2 separate regions of the Zea mays genome follow, and region 1 is linked to region 2. A link is a contact called in public Hi-C data. All regions are on one chromosome and are shown on one strand. Each heading gives the region's core, a stretch centred on a gene start, on an enhancer-like site or on the middle of the called end of the contact. The rest is flanking DNA. Distances are from core to core; before and after follow the strand shown.

Evidence for each region. Hi-C and Micro-C count contacts between places; a contact is called where the count stands out from the background.
Region 1: a contact with region 2 is called in a Hi-C map of ear, with 3 times the contacts expected there. The contact joins the promoter of LOC100192701 here to the promoter of LOC100383357 in region 2. A contact is called at or near these places in 4 of 25 Hi-C or Micro-C datasets (ear, endosperm, leaf and 1 more).

Annotation. Positions count from the first base shown.
Region 1 is chr3:172,304,498-172,307,197 of Zm-B73-REFERENCE-NAM-5.0, reverse strand. It overlaps LOC100192701, which reads right to left and starts at 1,317. Exons shown (of 9, transcript NM_001137904.3): 1 at 1,050-1,317; 2 at 834-862; 3 at 664-737; 4 at 428-529; 5 at 257-260; 6 at 46-137. The coding sequence starts at 1,249. LOC100284088 reads right to left here. Exons shown (of 9, transcript NM_001156986.2): 8 at 2,691-2,700; 9 at 2,284-2,540. The coding sequence ends at 2,458.
Region 2 is chr3:172,056,964-172,059,663 of Zm-B73-REFERENCE-NAM-5.0, reverse strand. LOC100383357 reads right to left here and starts at 1,366. Exons shown (of 15, transcript NM_001176013.1): 1 at 1,224-1,366; 2 at 896-1,039. The coding sequence starts at 1,019.

The DNA.
Region 1 (2,700 bases), core at 68-2,567, 250 kb before region 2:
CCAATGCTACGGTATGACTGATCTGTCAAAGACCTAGGTACTAACCGTAACGTTATACTTGAAGTAGAGGTCAAGGGCAAGGGTGAAATACTGTAATTCATCCTGAACCACAGGGGCAGAGCAGGTTCCATGTTTCTCTGAAAAATGAAACTCCATGTTAAGGGTATGCCAGTCATGCAATTATCAGAAACGTCTGCGCAAAGCATAATGTCAGACTATTTTGCAAGTAAAAGTCATTGAAAACAAAGAACATTACCCCACTGAAGATGAGCAACAGGCGAATTGAGCAGAAAACGTCACCCCGTAAGACAAAGACAACATGAAAAGGAAACAGCAAAGAGGTTCAAACTGAGGCATAATGTAGCCTTTCGGAGTTAAATAGCACAATGGACGAATCTAGTTCTGAATTCGGATGTTACTACTGCACCTCGTGAGCCCAGAAGAGTCCCTTGCCGCTGAAGCATGTTCCAGATTTGGAGCAGTAGAGGGACGGCCAGTACTTGTCAAGCACCTCCTTCAGTGGCAATATCTACACCACCAGATGATGGCACGAAACCATAAATCAGCACGGTTGTTGAGAACTCGTCCACAGAACCAAACGCGACAGGAGGACCAAACGGAAGCGAAAGCAACCCGCTGTGAGGCCGTGGGTCAGGCAGTCACCTTGTCCATCTCGAATTGGGTGCGGCGGCAGCACGACGGCCAGGTCCCGTCGTCGTAGTCCGGCCATAGCCCGTCTGCTCGAGCGGCAACAGTCGCGAAATTCAGACGAAACCGATCCCGTATTCACCTGACGGAACATATGAACAGAAATCGAAAGGCCGAGCACTTACGGATCGTGAACGTCTGGAGAGGCTCCGAGCTGTACGCGGGGCAGGACAGGAGAGACAAAAAAAAAAGGGCGTGAGGTCTCGCATCGACCAAAACGAAATCGGATAGCAGAAAACTGATCTACGGGGCGAGCGGCGAGCTCTCGGCGTTTGGACGGGAGGATAAGATAGGGGAAGGGAGCCACCGGTCGGCGGCGCGGCACAGCGCGGAGCACGTACCGGCAGCAGCCGTTGGTGGCGCAGCAGTGGCGGGTGGAGGCGCAGATGGTGCCGGGCCACTGGAGGGAGAGCGCGAAGTAGTCGAACTCCCGCTGCGGCTTGCTGCCCAGGGGCGCGCGCGCTGAGCCCAGGTCGGACAGGCCCGATGCGACGAGCACCCACACCGCCAGCACGCACGCCGCCTTCGTCGCCATCGTCATCGCCTGCCTCTCCTATTCTGCCTCCGGCAGCTCAGCTCAGTACAACTGTACCACAACTCTTCGGGGCGATGAGGCCAGGTGGGGGGGCTGTATCAACGCCAACGGTGGTGGCTCGGAGGGGCTAGGAAACGGCCGTCTCGCTGCAAGTGGGGCCCCGCGCTGCCGTATCGGGGACCACCTCTAATTTTGTTTTCCTTTTTGCCCCTTATTAGCTGCTAAAAAACTTTTTTTTGTTGCGTATCGTGATTATCTCAACGGAATGGAAGAACTGAAGAAGATAGCGCGGAATATCCTTGGCCTCGCACTCGCACATGGGTTTGATACGGAATATCCTTGGCCATCAGCATCGGCCGTAGCCGGTTGCGATGCGACGAAGCAACTAGCCAAGCCAACTAACCGCAAACGAGATGCGTGCAGCGATAAGACCAGAACTGAAAAGTGACACGCAACCAGGAACAACGCAAGCAGACTCTCAACTCCTCGCGGAGAAAAAGTATGAGACACGAGCCCTAGCTTGGGAACGCTATTTTACGAAGGTATTTTTATTTTTCAAGAAAAGTCAGTTTATTTTCCTTTACAGAGCGTTTAGATCCATTTATTTAGTAGAAATTGGAATTTATTTAATAAAGTAATCTATTTAGTTTGAAATTTGATATTCCACCAATTTTCAAAGTTTAGAGATAGTCTATCTCAAATTCATGGAGTAGAGGAAAAAATAATTTTATGTATAAGTAGAATATATTTATACTCTACAATTTATAATACGCTTTTAGACTAACTACTCTATAGTAAAAATGTAGTACATAAATATCTCTGATATTTTATTAATAATAGTATATAAATATATTTTACATAAAACTGTATTAGCTTAATTGATGTGTCTAAATTATTATTATTAGAATCAAATTAAATTCCAATGATCCAAACAGGGCCGTAAGGAAATGAGAATAATTTGGAAAAAAACGAAGTTGTCAAACTATCCTGTGCACGAATCTGGTACAGTCAAGTGAATATAATATACATTAACATTCACATTTCATTTCCAAATCCCGGTGCGCGGTGGCCAGTCATTCGATACTGTGAATGAAAGAATTATACAGGACCATACCGGGCCGGTAATTTTGCAAGCACGCCGTGGCGTCTCGCTCTATTGATATTTGATACAAACTCGGCTCGGCAGAGGCCCACAGAACCTGGAGTCCTGGACGCTACTCAGAGTCAGACGTACGCATGTAGCTCGGAACCTCGCCATTGGATTGGTTGTTGATCCCCTCCGTAGTATTGGCCACCACTGCAATCGCAATCACAGTGTCCGATCAGAGTAGTGCAGCGGCAAAGCCATGACAAATCTGGACTCAATTCTCTTCCCCTGTGCGGTGCGGCTGTGCATCCTGCACTGATTCCATTCACACAACGGCAGTAATAGAAAACAGAAACTCACCGGACGGTTT
Region 2 (2,700 bases), core at 117-2,616:
TCATGTAGGGACTACGAGGGCTCAAAGCACGAGTAAAGATCTGGCCTATAGGGGGTGAACCCTCATGTTGCATGGGGGACCAGCTTTCATGGCCTTTCTCGGTCGGGGCTCCGATCGAGCTTCTTCTTAATATAATACTGTGTGGGTGGTCTTTTCCCTACTGGCCGAGTTTTTTTAGATTACACAGTAGTCCAGCTAGAATGACGAATTATATTATCAAAAGGTTAAAAATAGTCACGGAGTAATCAAAGCCAGAAAGATGAGTTCTTTCCACATGTCAGGGACACGACACAGGGTGATAGTATTATATTGCTGTTGTTAGAGTGGACGCACTAACCAGTTCAACCCAAAAGTTCTTTTGGGTTGAACTGATTAGTGCTTCCACTCTAACAGTTGTAATAAGCTTTACCTAAGAATTTCTCCTGGTAGGACGAATTAATGCAAAAAAAACTAGTATTCCCAAAGGAGACACCCCTTCGGTCAGCAACAACCAATGTAACTGAGCAAAAAAGCCATCGGTGCTGTACCTAGCACTAGCAGGCAATAGAACAGCAAAAAGAAACAGCTACATGAACCAAGGTAGTATCATGCTAAATCTACCAAGTAATGATTTTCTACAGCGATGTAGATGATGCAGTGATGCACCGCAAATTAAACAAAAAAAGAACTGACAACTCATTGACAGCTGACAGTTCAAAAAAAGGTTATCTTTTTACGCTTCTGATAGCAGCAGGTAGAAGCTACTTAACGCTGGGCATAACTAGAAGCTACAAGACTGACGAGCATTAGCAAAACAACACTTTACCATCCTACGGGTCAGGTCACAGACCTAACAGTAGAGCAAAAAAACCTAGATTGAAAGCAAATTGTTGGAAGCTTGAGCAAGGCCACCCACCTACGGAGACGCCGATGTCCGTGTCCGCGACCTGGTTCTTGCGCAGCTTCCGCTCCAAGTGCGCGGCAATCCATATGGTCCCGAGGGGACCCTTTTTGGCCAAAATGAACTGCGAGTAAAACATCTCCGACTCCCCTCCTTACGCTGAGAAGGGGCGAACCCAGAAAAAAAAAGTCAATTTTTTGCGAAGACAATCGAAGTTAGCTGGCAGAAGACACGTGTACACTTGTAATTAGATCAGATCCGAGTAGAAATGCCAAATAGCGTAAGCTAGGGTTTGGGTGCACGGTTTCGCGCGGCAGGAAGGAAAAAGAAAGGGCGGGCATACCTCCAAGGGCATACCTGGAGGGTGCTCGTCACCGGAGCGGCACGGCGAAGATCTGGCGTCGAGCGGCAGCAGCGGTCGCTCAAGCGTCGCCACAGGCGAGAGGGACTGAGCGCGCACGCGGGGGGTGAAGGGAAGAAGAAAAAAGCAGGGGGGGAGATACTCCCGTGGAAATTTGTCTGTGACAGGAGCGGGGCTTTGCTTGGACTTGGACGCCTGCGTTGGCTGTGAGAACTGAGAAGCTGAAGCTGCTGCAAGCTGAAGACAAAAGTGACACACGTTTCGTGCACTCACCCCTGTGGTTGTTCGGAATATTTTTTTCCAGCCCTGGCGCTGCAAAATTAGCAAAACACCTCCTCGAGCTCGAGCAGTGAGTCTGTGTGTGAACTGACAGTGATGAAGTGACCGTGGCATCGTGCGGAGGAAATGTCACGTGGCTGTGGAGGTGGAGATAGCGTGCCGCACATTGAATTTAGCGGATAAAGTGCTTCCTCTAATTAAAGTTTATTTCGTATTATATCAAATGTTGGAATATTAATTATGAGAATTAAATATAGCTTTAATAAATTTGTCTCGTCTTTTATTATTTATCTGTGTTTTAGTTTTACACTTAGATTATATTTAATATCTATAATTATTATACAAATATTCTATATGGCAAAGACTACAGTTAGTTGAGTGGATCCAAACAAACATTCTATGTGAAGACTACAGATTCAAACACCCCCTGAAATATGTGTTGGCGTGGTTGGATCTCCTATCCGTGTGCATAGGAATGACAGTTGGGCGGGTACCCGTGGGTTTTCGATCCAATAGGGGACATGGCAGTCTACGGGTTCGGCGCGGGTATTGAACACTACATGACGGTTTTCCATAGGTGCGAACAGTATGCAAGCCTAAAATATGGCCCTATAACGTGATATATATAAGGTAGAGGCCCAACTGATTCGCTTGCCCTAAAGTCATCGCTTCCTTATTCCCTGCTTCCTCCATTATTCCCCGGCCACACGTGCACCACCTATTACTCCCCACATGTTGACGCGGCACCGTCCACTACTCCCCCACTGGTCGTTGTGGCGCTGCCCGCTGCTCCAGTCTCTAGGTGCTCCGTGCTCCTCCCACTGGTCGTCGTAGTGTCGCATTTTCGTAGAGCCGAGGAGAAAACTTCCCACCACGTTGAGAAATCACTCAACCTTCCCTCCCTCTCCCATCTTCCTTGCTCTGTTGCGCTTGCGCTGGCCCTAAGATTTACATTGCCTCCTCTCTGACACCTCACCCTCGCCTCCAGTGGGCCAAGCTGCCTCCTCGCGACCTATGCGCGACTGTAAACAAATGCCTATTTTGTTGCTCGGTCCAGGGAGCATTGAGCAGGAGGCACAAGGAGGTTGATTCTTCAGATTTTAATCTGAGATAGGGTTCAAGTCGGATGCAGATTTTATTCTCGAGTTTTGGGTTCGGGTCTGCGAACGCTCTACCTACC